Regions from separate parts of the Mus musculus genome. Here region 1 is linked to region 2. A link is a contact called in public HiChIP or PLAC-seq data. All regions are on one chromosome and are shown on one strand. Each heading gives the region's core, a stretch centred on a gene start, on an enhancer-like site or on the middle of the called end of the contact. The rest is flanking DNA. Distances are from core to core; before and after follow the strand shown. Region 1 overlaps Mitf (melanogenesis associated transcription factor). Region 2 overlaps Mitf (melanogenesis associated transcription factor).

Region 1 (6,381 bases), core at 1,033-3,532, 180 kb after region 2:
CCTAGAGCATCTGAATTGTAGTTAGTCCAGATTGGGCTGTGCTGGTCTGGGAGCTGGCCCGTGAAACACTTGACTGGCATGTGCAAAGCCCTGGAATTGTTCCCTAGCATTGCACACAAAAATATGCTCAAGTGTAAAATATTTTGATTTTGAAAGCTTAGTGCGAAGAAAAGAATGTGCACCTTCTAATTTAATTTTTTTATATTCATTACCTGTTAAAATGATAATGGCCTATAGAAAATGGATTTAATGGAATATTAAAGTTAACTTAATGTCTTTTCCTTTACTAGTTTAGCCTGGCCACTAAGGAATCTAAAATTACACATGTAATGTGTATTATTTATTTTTGTCAGTCCTGGGCTAGAAGAGGAGTTTTTATATATCTCATGAGCAAAACCAAATGTTTTATTATTTTAAGTGGTTAAAAAGAAATCCAAACAAGAGTGATGTCTTATGATCAGAAAAATTATGTAAAATTCAAATTTCAGCATCCAAAGTAAGTCTGTTGCTATGCATGAGCAGGTGTGTGCTGCCCAGGTTATGCTAAATTGTTGTTGCTGTATTTTTTAATTGTGTCATTACAGATCTGTGCACATTTTATGAGCACAAATTTGTTTTCTCTTTAGTTAAACAAGTACAATACAGATGTGCCCAATTTTGATGTGCAACTGAGCACCCTGCCCTGGTTTCAGGGCCGTTGTAGAATGAAGTGGGAAATTGCCTGCCTAAGAGCTTCATAAATGAGGAGACTCCAAAGGCAGCTCATCCCTTCTTAAAAGTTCATTCCCCTCCAGTAGCAAAAGGAAGATGCGCTAAGATAAGGGTGAAGTGGGCTCAAGTTTCCATTGTCCTGGCTGGTGACGTCAGTACGCACATGCCTTTAATGAGATATGCTGAACACCGGGTGTGCCTCAGTCACTAATGGCCCTTTCCCATGCTCTTTTCTTGAAGTTGAACGAAGAAGAAGATTTAACATAAACGACCGCATTAAGGAGCTAGGTACTCTGATCCCCAAGTCAAATGATCCGTGAGTACAATCGCATGTTCATCTGCATCATCTACTTCCGCACCTTTCCATTTTCTCATATGAGAAATTAAAGGACTCTCTCTCCCCTCACCCCCCCACCCCCGCTTCCTTTTCTCAGCATTTCCTCTGCTTAATTTCACGAAACTAAAATTTCAAGAGAAATGTACTGAATTGTACGAGCTGAGATAGTTAGCTTTGAATGTGGGCAGTAGAGTTTATGGGCATCTGAGAACTCAGCAGAAAATTTTGAGCTTGGGGCTTGAGGCAGGCTTTCACGGTCACACATACATGATCCCAATAGTTGTTAAGGCAAGATGGGTGGCATGTAGGAACCCCAACTACATAGCATCTCTAAATGGGCATTGATGAGCAGACACTGAAAACATCAAGTTCAATGATACTGGGAAGGCAGAAGGTCAGTAGTTTTTATGAAAACGTGCATAGTCTTTGTATGTTTTACCAATCTAGGAGGAGAGAAAGCAATGGTTAATCCCCTTACAAATTACAGCTGATCTCTGTTTCAGTTTTTGGTCCTCTCTGCCTCCTCTCTTGGAGATAATAGCTAACAGATAATTTTCGAGTCTTTCCTACCACGTTATCTGCCACGTCAGCAAACTGGTCAACAAATATACAATTTTTATCCATTAGAAACTGGCCCATTTGAGATGAAGAGCTGGGGGGATGTATATATTTTAATGGCCCCCACAGGCATTCTATGAAATTAGCCTTTGAATATGACCTTTTAGCTATCTAATAAAAAGTAAAGATGCAATCAGGCATTATTCATTCAAGGCTTATTAAATTCACGACTCACATTATTGTCGGGGAATTTGTAGCAAAATAAAATAAAACCATTACCTATCGTGAGGTGGTTTTGATAAATGTGCAGCCATTTCTGTCTTCTAACACTTTGGCTTCCCAGGCTTCAAGGAGAAGCGTGTTCAAGCTGGAGACATCCAGCGTCTCCATTGTGCCGCACAAATTCATCCTCCTAAGGGCTGTGACCTTCATTTCCTACAGTCAGTCTTGCATGAGAGCTGAAATTGAATTCCCAATCCCTCTTCTTTATCAGCCTTTCCCCCCTTTTTTTAGCATATTCTTTTAAAACTGTAGTGTGTAAATCTCTTCAGTAACAGATTATGAAATTAAGGCGCGCTCTAGTGTAAGCTTGGATTTACATGTCTCCTCCATTGTAATGGAAGGCTTATGTGTTTACAGAGGGGGCTGGTAGGGAGATCGCTTGGCAGGCATTGTCTTAAGATAAAACTGCACTGTGGGTTTTCCAAGCCGGGTATTTGGACTGTGCCTTGGAACTGAAATAGAGACACACTTTACCTGATTAGTGTCCCAGCTCCTTCCCTAGAACGAGTGTACTTCAGCATTTACTGACTTGCCCATGCAGAAAGATTCCTCTAAATTACCCAAAACACAACATTTGAATCTAATTTAGCCAAGGAACATAATTAATTGAGTCTCAAGTAGACATATCCCCAGATGCCTGAGAGAAGTATGTCTTGAAAAACTGAGTGGCCAACAGCTCGGCTTGAGAAGCCTGGCTCTGGCTTCTCCCTTTGGTGGCCTGTACAAGGCATGGTCCCTTACAGTGGTGTTTCTGGCTGGCTGCTACAGCTTTTGTTGCTTTCAATTTTTAGTCTTGAGAATTGGTCCCAGTGCTCACTCTGAGTATCTTGGGACACCTCCCTGGGCTGCCGTTTTTGGTGCTCAGATATGGGGGATCCACCTCAGGGTCTTCTCTGGGGAGGCTGTAGCTGTTCTTCTCCTTGGAGAATTCCTGTTTTGTTCCTCAGCCAGCCCCTATGAGGATCAGTGACCAGGTGGCTCATTTAAATGGCCTGCTCCTCACCTATTCCATATGACACTTCTGATCAGCTCTTAGTCGCTGTAGGTGATGGGGTTGACGGTTCTATTTACCTCGGAGAGATTTTTATTTTATCACTATAGTCATCATCAGTACAAATTGTCTACTAAAGGGACTGGAAAGATTACTTCCACAAATGTAGTTCACTCTCCATGGTTTGTTCTGGGCTACTCAAAGATTTTTACTGTAACTTTGTCCTTGTTTGCTTTCCACTGCTGTGATAAAAATATTGACAAAAAAGCATCTTGGGAAAGAGGAGTTTTACTTGGCTTTCGTATTCCAATCATACTCCATCACTGAAGGAACTCAAGGCAGGGACCTGGAAGCAGGAACCGAAGCAGAGGAGTACAGAAATGCTGACTTTCTCTACAAAGCTTGTTCAGCGTCCTAATATTTCCAGGACCATCTTCCCAGAGGTGTCATAGCCCATATAGTCTGGGCCAACCTACCACCATCATTAATTAAGAAAACGTTCCCACAGATGTGTCTACAGGCCGATCAGAGGGATGCATTTTCTGAATTGCTGTATCCTCTTCCCAGATGACCCTGGCTTATGTTAGATCAGCTTTTGTCCACAGTTAGCACACTGGTGCCACAATGAAGAAGCTGAAAGTCACACTGTTGGCAACCATTGATATTGGAAATCCAGGGCAGTATCTGGCCAGGTTTCTAACCATGGCAGTTGCCGTGATTGTGTTAAACACTTAAACACAGTACTTGGTCCAGTATTGAATGATATTCTCAAGTTCATATAAAGCATCTCCTTTGATTTAATTACTCATTTACAAGGCTGCTCAAAAGCACATAGTAACATCATTTCACAGATGAGAAAATGGATACAGAGTGAGCTTAGATAATGCCCATAATAATTCATGATGAAAATTGAAGAGGGTGTTTTCACACCTTAGACAAGTGGTGTGTTCTCACAGGCCTTTGGTTCTTCTTATCCTATCCCAGTGACTAAGTCTTTATAGTTCCAGGTATATACAACTGTTTAAGACAGTTTATACATAAGGTATGGTCATCCACACACATAAATTAAATAATTGATTTCACCTAGTGAAAGGTCTGTGGTCTAGATGAAATTGTACTGTACTGGTTTCAACATCTGCACAATGTCTCCACCTTATGTAAGGTGTTTGTCAGGAGAAAGTGAAATGTTATATACCAAATAAGGGACCAGTGGCCAATGTGGGGTGAGCACTAATTGGGATCTAGCCATCACTTATTTGTAATTGCCTTTCCAACTATACGTCAAATACTGAATTTTCTTTGAACTCCTAATTCCTGAAAGGGTCCATTGTCTTGTTTTATCACAGAGACATGCGGTGGAACAAGGGAACCATTCTCAAGGCCTCTGTGGACTACATCCGGAAGTTGCAACGGGAACAGCAACGAGCTAAGGACCTTGAAAACCGACAGAAGAAGCTGGAGCATGCGAACCGGCACCTGCTGCTCAGAGTACAGGTATCCACCCTCTGCCATGTGAACTGATTTCAGGACAATAGGAAGGGTGATGTAGTAAGCCCTAAGGGAGCTGGAGGCAGTCTTAATATAGGTAGTCCTTTCTGTTTGTTGGTCCCATAATTGTGAGTTTGCCTACTGGTAAAACATTATTGGTGATTCCAGACTATCAATGGCACGTTTGCAACCACTCTTGGATGACATGCACCCGTTAGTAGATCTGAGTTGCTTGCAGCTCTTTGCCCAGAGGCTAAGCCCAGGTGAAGGGCTTTTTGTGGCAGCCCTCTGAATTATAGACTGTTAAATGACTCGTTCCCTTATAGTGTTGTCACTTAGGTTGGGGACTTCTCATCTTACCCTGACCCCCAAGCATCATACGAGGCATGTAGATACTTCTTACAGCCAGGAAAGTCACAACGTGCTGACTGGGTCTGGGTATCAGAGAAGCCTCACCCAGGCAGAAGTTAGTACTCCTGGTTGGGTGTTCAGTGTGAATGAATCTACGGTGCACTCTGCTTGAGGGTGTATACCGCGGTCATCGAACACCCATCTTCCCGGTGCTCCTGAACACTTCACATTCCCCACAAGTTAACAACACATTGGCTGTGGCTGCACTGATCCTTAGCCACGGGGCCAGGAGGCAGAAAGTGGTCCTCCTCTAGGCCTGGGCTTTAGAATCCAGGAGGTTAAACAGGGGTTAGATGTAAATTAAGCATCTTTCTTCCCCTCCCCCCCACATACCTCCTTCTTCTCCTTTAATCTGTTCTTTGTCTTATGTTACTTACATCTCTTCTATAAAATGGCCTTAGGTATCTGGTACTTGGTGTATCCATTTGTAAGGTAGCTTATGTTATTTCCTTATTAAATTATTTAAATATAGCCAGTTTTTCTAAGGAAAAGCTAAGTCGTGTCTTATGTTGAGGTTCCCCATCTCACATATCCATTTTAAATATGAATGTTATGGAATTTGGGCCTTGGGAATTCCATGGCAGTGCCCGCTTGGCTTTCTTCTGTTGACTGCAAGGCTGGCTCTACCACTTTTGTATGTTATAGGGAAAAAAATCATTAATTAGGCAGTAGAGCTCTACAGTGCCACAAGGCCTCAGAGCTCTCTACGAGATTTAAAAGCTCATTTAGAAACTGAAGGAACTATTTTAATTTGTTGATAAACACTTCTAGTTAGACAACAGAGGGGTACAGTAAGATGTTTGTGTCTCCCCTAGTTAATGTATTTTCTTGCTTCTTTTGAAAAGACAAACTATACTGCTACTCTTCGTGTTGCTGTGGAGTTACCAGAACCTGTGATTTTCAGCCAAGGCCCGGGGCCTTTCCTTCATTTCAGTCTCAGTGGTGCATGCAGAAATCTTCATGGAAGAGAGAACAGGAGGCCTTATTATCAGGGGAATGGTTTTATTAAGTGGCCCAGGGCTTCAGCGTGATGCCTGGGGAGGCTTATTTCTGGAGCTGGTCTGAAGGAGCAGGCATACATCTGGCATCGCATGCTCTGGGTTTCTGACTCATACTGCTCCCAAAGTAAGGGCTCACAGATGCAGCCATTGGAGCACAGACCGGCTATGGTTTTCCTCACACTTGCCAGCCAGGTTGAGAGGCCATGTCATGTGCAAAGTGCTTTTTCTATCCAAAGGATATACTTCCTGTCTGTATTTTATTTTCATATGTTGTTTTATCACAAACATTGGCAGGCATTAACATACAGAAGGAGAACTGGGGTATCCATAGGGAATCCCTGATGTCCGCTTTAGGAATATGGGGATTCATCAGAAGTCAGGGTTGGGGGAGGGGATGACATGGTTCTAAGGCACCTTGAAATGAGGAGATCTGAGAAGTCACAGACTTACAGGGTATGTCAGTCAGCTAATACCACTGTGACAGAAGGCCACTGAGCGGCTGAGATTAGATAGCAGAGATTGGCTTTCTCACTGGCTTGGTGGCTGTCAGTCTAAGATCAGCCCTGTCATCAGGATTGGCTTCTTCTTAACCCTCATCCTGT
Region 2 (5,613 bases), core at 1,604-4,103:
CAGATATGTAAATATTTCTAACTTGGGACATTGGCTTCCTTTGATTTTTATTTTTCCTCTTGTTTAAGACATCTTCAGATTTTAGAGTATTCCCTTTCACAGTTCATTTTCTCACTAATCCATTTCACTCTCTCTCTTTCCTTTTAGAGGGGTGGGGTGGTAAGCAAGGTTCAACAGCAGACTTGCAGATGGAAGTCATGTGTACTCCTTGAGTGTTTGCTATGAGCTGGTGACGGGAGCTTTTCTGTTAGCTTTCACCAAATCGTGTTAGTTTAATTTTAAGATAAAGAGATTTAGCTTAGGAGGATGAAATAGTAGTTGATTATTTTAAGAACTATTGAGCATCAATTCAAGATTCTTAGGATAAAGCATCTTTGTTGAGCCTCCGGGAGTCTTTTTGCTTTGAGATCTGTATATAGTTAGGGAGCATTCCCTCTGATAGTGGCAGTGATGTTTGAATTGAGATTTTGGACGTCATAAGAGGAACTATAGATTAAGCATCAAGTGAACTGTTCATTTCACTATATTGGTGATCATGCATGGTTTATTTTATCCCCACAAATAGCACCATGGTATACCTAGTAATTCCTGAGTGAATGTTGAATGCATGCATGCATTGGGAAGCCTGGTTGTAGGATCAGCTGTTTCATAACTAACTGTGGGACCCTGGGTTAGTGTCTATGAGGAGTCAGTCTCTTTTGTCCAGTGAAAGGGAAGGAATAGATCAGGGATGGAATGACTGGGCAAGGCACATGCTGCTCTTTGGTAGGAAATGAGAACCTCTTTCTCACCTGCCTGGGGTCCTTTATGGCTTCCAGCTTATGCCACTCCACTTCTTGGGGAAATGAAGCCAGGCGCTCTCTCAGAAGCCTTCTTTCTAAGGTTTCTTATGATGGATCTTTGACCTTGCGGCTTTCTTTGTTTGTAACAAGTCAGCAGCAGTTTGTGACACTTGCAGGTCAGCAGGCTTTGACTTAGTCAACAGCGAGGGCAGCAGTATACACTATTGGCCTCTCCTTTAGATTGACTTGAACTATCAGCATGTATATATACAGCTTAATCAGTAGGCACAGCCAGTATTTCTCTAGAGGAGGAAGATATCAAGAGGTGATGAGATCCACAGTCTCGCCTTTTTCCTTTGAATCCCTTCTGTGCATGGAACATGTGATCATTGACAGCTGCTGCATTCTGGACTGTCCAGGCCAGGGCTAACATGTCTGCCCTGAAGACACTGGATCTGTCTTCCTGCAACTCACTATGGCATAAATATGATGATTCGAAATCTGTAATTGTTGCTTTGGGTCTAAAAGATGGAAAAGCCTGCTCTTCTGGGGGGCCATGGCATGTGAAGAAAAGTCTCCTCGCAGGAGTGAGCCTGACTTTATCACTGAAAGGGTATTGCCCATGAAATGAGAGAAAATCATTCTGGGTGGAAGCCCCACAGCGTGACTCGAGCTTCGCTGAGCGTGGCTGGAGCTGTGTAGGTAAGGGACAATGCTGGACTTTCCACTTGGAGGGTCCAGCTGTTCTCAACCATCCTAAGGTTGTGACCTTTGAATACAGTTCCTCATGTTCTGGTGACCCCCAATTATAAAGTTGTTTCATTGCTACTTCACTACTGTAATTTTGCTACTGTTATGAATTGTAATGTAAATATCTGATATGCAGGATATCTGATATGTGACCCCTGTGAAAGGGTCCCTGGACCTCCAAAGGGGTTGTGACCCACAGGCTGAGGACCACTCTTCTAGATGAATCTTCTTTGTGAGAAATGACAAGATATATGTGGTGTGCCTCCATGAAGATGGGTGATGATTGCAAGAGGGTGAAATCCTCCATTTCAGTTTGAAGGCAGTGAGGCCAGAAGTGAGGATGGCGTGCTGCTTACTGGTCATAGTTAAGCAACCACTCATCCTTTCGTCTACTGAGTCCTTCATCACATAGTCAGGAGCCTCTTCTGTACCCAGCATGGGGAATAGCCTGTGAGTAAAGCAGACATGGTTTCTGCTCTCTGGAAGCCTCTGTTCCAAGAGGAGAACAGTCATTGAGCTCTGGATGGGGTCAATGATCAACATTCTACTAGTCCGTCTTGTCCCGCACTCGTTTCTTTCCTTTAGATAATTTATAGGCTGGTGGCTTGCTTCAATGACAAGAGTTGGAAGGTGATGTTAGGTAAGCAGATAAGGCCCATGCCTTGCATTGCATATGCTTATGTGCCTGCACAGGGGGCCTACAATAGAGCATTTGGTGACTCCATAGGCAAATCTGTTCCAGGAAAAGTTCTAGACATTTCCCCATACTTTGTGTGGAATGGCCCTGGCATTTTAGTCTGCAGTCTAAGAAGAAAGTCTCAGATCTTGTGGACCTTGAAGGCAGCTTTGGTGGCTGCTTTCCTGCCTGTGTTCCTTGTTGTTGCCAGTGCTTGGCATTTACATGGAGGCGCATGAACCGGCCTTGGGGCAGTAAGACTGACAGATCAGAGAAGTGATCTACTGTAAAGAGATGTTTTGGTACAGACACGGCAATCAGTTTCTCCACCAAATAAAAGTCTTCCAAGGTCCCCATCCAGGCCAGCATTGTCTATAATACAGAGTTCAGACCCAGCTGACTGAATGATACGGATTCCTAGCAAGGTAAAGCATCACTACAAGGAGATGTTGCAGATTTGTCCAGGGAGTCTGCCTCTCCCAATGCACATGATTGGTAAAGGCAGAAGCCTGTTGCTGTAAGAGCTGTGGAGTCAGCTCATTTGAGGTCTGAATCTCAGCTGCATTGGTAAGTAGCTGGGTGAGTCTAGGGGGATGATTAGGGCCCTCTGTTCCTTCACTTGTCAAATAAGGTGGTGGTTAAGCACGTAAGCTCTATTGTTCAACTTGCCTGGGTTTGTATGCCTGCTCTACTGCTGTGTGACAATGAGCAGTGTGTTCTCTTAACTGTCTTATCTGTAGAATGATAACAATGAAGATGATAATAGTACATGGGATTATATGCATAAGGGTTTAACACAATACCTGGCACTTAATTCATTCTCAGTATTCCTTACTCAGCCATCTTCCTTAACCTCATTGTGTTGGGCTTTCTCGAACATCCTGTAATGAATGCTGTCTGACTGGTATTTTGTTTTATCTGAAAATTAGTGTTTTATGAAATACACTTGCTACTATGTGCTTTTCTTTGGTGTGTGTGTGTGTGTGTGTGTGTGTGTGTGTGTATGTTAGGATCTTGTTATATAGCCCTAACTAGACCGGAACTCAGTATGTGGACTAGTCTGGCCTTGAACTTTAGACAACTTTTGCCTCCACCTCTTGAGTACATGGCTGCCATGCCTGGCTTTTGTTTTTTTTCTTTAACTTAAAACTTAATCGTAGAATTTCTGGGTGAGGGATATGTTTGCTGTTCTACATAGTGGATATCCAATTACATTTTAATTTTTAACAGAATTTTTTTCAATGTATGTGACATGTATTATTACATACTTAAATTTTAAAATTGCTTATTTAAATTTAAATGGGTAGATAGCCTATATTTTTATTTGCTAAATCTGGAAACCTAGTTTGGAACTAAAACTTAACTGTGTACTTTCATTTGATATATATGTGTGTGTGTGTGTGTGTGTGTGTGTGTGTGTGTGTGTGCATGTGTATGTGTATAAATACATTATTTTCTGTCACAATAACATTTATTATGAAAAGATTATGGTGTTTTAATAATATACATAATACTATATATGGCATATTGCATGAAATTATGAAACGTTCTGGCATAGTTTTAACCTTAAGGGGTCAGGTAATGCCCTACCATGTAGATGCACATTCCGGAGAATCCTGAAGATCTCATCACCTTTGAAGGAAATTACCTCATTATTCAGAGTCACCTAGCTGGGGAACAATGCCATTCCTTAGGGTTGGCTCGGTTTTCTAAGCAGAAGAATAAACACATCCAGTGGTTAGGTTAATATCTTGGAATGATTTCATTCTGTTTACACCCGAAGCTAATTTTTTGAGTGGCTTTGGCCTTGAAGCTATGAGACTCGTTGGTGACTCTCAGAGAAGTTGCATCTAAGACGGAGATGCTTTGAGTTCAGTGTTCCCAGAGCATACTGTGCACACCGGAGAGATGACTGTTCCCACCTTCAAATCCTTTCATGTGTGATGGCTCTAGAGCAAGAAATGATACTAACAAGAGACAGAATAAATAAGGTCATGGTCTATGGCAGGTCAAGCCAGGTCCCAGAGGGTTGAATGTACTGTACGCAATAACTAATTGTGGAAAGCCCAAGTGGATTGGAAGTGGATTAAATTAAAAGTGGCTTCTTGGAGGGTACTATTTGAGAGAACTTAACCAAAAAAATGAGAATAATTTCATTTTCAGAAATGGAATGTTCTAAGTATGAGGTCAGCATTAACAAATGCTTAGAAGTGTCTTCAGTTTGAGGCAAACATGTTACTTAAATGTTTCAAAAATAGATACATATGCACACAGTACCCCATGTTTCCTGCAAACCCCCTTTTGCATGTGACTGCTGATGGTGCAGGATACCTACACTTGACCTAAGATTCATGAAGCAGGATAGAATCCCATGTTGGGTTCCTAAGTATTTGTTGTACAGTGGCTGCTCTCATGTATGAGATGGCCAGGGAGACTGTTACCTGGTCACTTCATCCAACTAAAATGCCTTAAGTGTGATGCCTAAGCCTCTGGGTTAAACTGGCCAGGAAGATGCCACGAGAGGCCACTTGTGAGGCATCACTGACTTTGAGTATTTGCCTAAATAACTTTGAAAGCCAGGTTACTTCATTTCCTGTTGAGGTGGCAGTTGTTTAGTAGACTTGGTCTAAGTCACAGTTAATAGGCTTAATGGTTTTGAATGGTACCAAATAACTCTCCATCAGGGTGCCATTTGTAACCAGGGAGGACTCCCCACATGGAGTACAGCACACACACAGCTGATTGAGAGGGCCTGTCACCATCTTAGACTTCCCTGCAGAAACCAAGAACCCTGAAAGAAAGCATTAAAATTATAGTCCACGCTAAAACACAGCTAATAACTCTTGCTACTTAAAAGAACAGCAACACCAGGCACAACAAAACAAACCATTCCATGTGAAGTTAATACCATTTAAAAATGACTTGTCTTTAGAACTTATTGGGACTGATCCTACTCCTTTAGCAAAAGAATTAAATAAAGTGTGGCAGGGTGTCCTTGTTGGTTAGATGTGTGGCGAACTGGTTGGGTAGCCTGATCTCTGTGTCAGCAGGGCTTCTGAGATGGCTGGAAGCAGACATGGAGAACTGTGCCATTTTTCAAGTGATGTGCGTTTGATTAGAAAGCTCTATGCTAGAATCGAAATTAGCTAGGCATTTGGAGGCTCAGGTATTTATTTTTGTCAATTGGTATTGGCATGCTTGTCTCAAGTCCAGGCAGGTTATTTGTGGTAGATGTTGTGGCTATTTCAAGTACTGGTGTGATAGGATGGAGCCTGGATCCAAACCTTTATTGGCTTCTTAAACATGAAAGAACATACCTGCTTATGTAAGTTTGGGCCTGGCTGAATGTTATTATTTTTTTCCCCTGGATAGCAGGGCCAAATACTAGGTAATTTAAATATCTAC

What was found. HiChIP or PLAC-seq counts read pairs in DNA pulled down with a chosen protein or histone mark.
Region 1: a contact with region 2 is called in an H3K27ac HiChIP or PLAC-seq map of extraembryonic endoderm stem cells. The contact joins two enhancer-like sites. A contact is called at or near these places in 1 of 15 datasets of contacts at CTCF or cohesin (the NIH/3T3 cell line), 3 of 484 Hi-C or Micro-C datasets (embryonic stem cells and uterus), 3 of 115 datasets of contacts at active chromatin or transcription factors (bone marrow-derived macrophages, embryonic stem cells and extraembryonic endoderm stem cells) and 1 of 9 other capture datasets (embryonic stem cells).

The regions. Positions count from the first base shown.
Region 1 is chr6:98,009,444-98,015,824 of GRCm38.p6, forward strand. Mitf (melanogenesis associated transcription factor) reads left to right here. Exons shown (of 10, transcript NM_001113198.1): 8 at 952-1,027; 9 at 4,226-4,373. Among named protein-coding and RNA genes, the nearest start is that of Mitf, 210 kb to the left of the region's middle. Within about 2 kb of position 2,283, at least 1 of the 459 cell types and tissues checked has an H3K27ac peak or open chromatin away from gene starts, as enhancers often do. A contact at or near this core is called in extraembryonic endoderm stem cells, where this site is marked.
Region 2 is chr6:97,830,263-97,835,875 of GRCm38.p6, forward strand. All of the region lies in intron 1 of Mitf (melanogenesis associated transcription factor), which reads left to right. Among named protein-coding and RNA genes, the nearest start is that of Mitf, 26 kb to the left of the region's middle. Within about 2 kb of position 2,854, at least 3 of the 459 cell types and tissues checked have an H3K27ac peak or open chromatin away from gene starts, as enhancers often do. A contact at or near this core is called in extraembryonic endoderm stem cells, where this site is marked.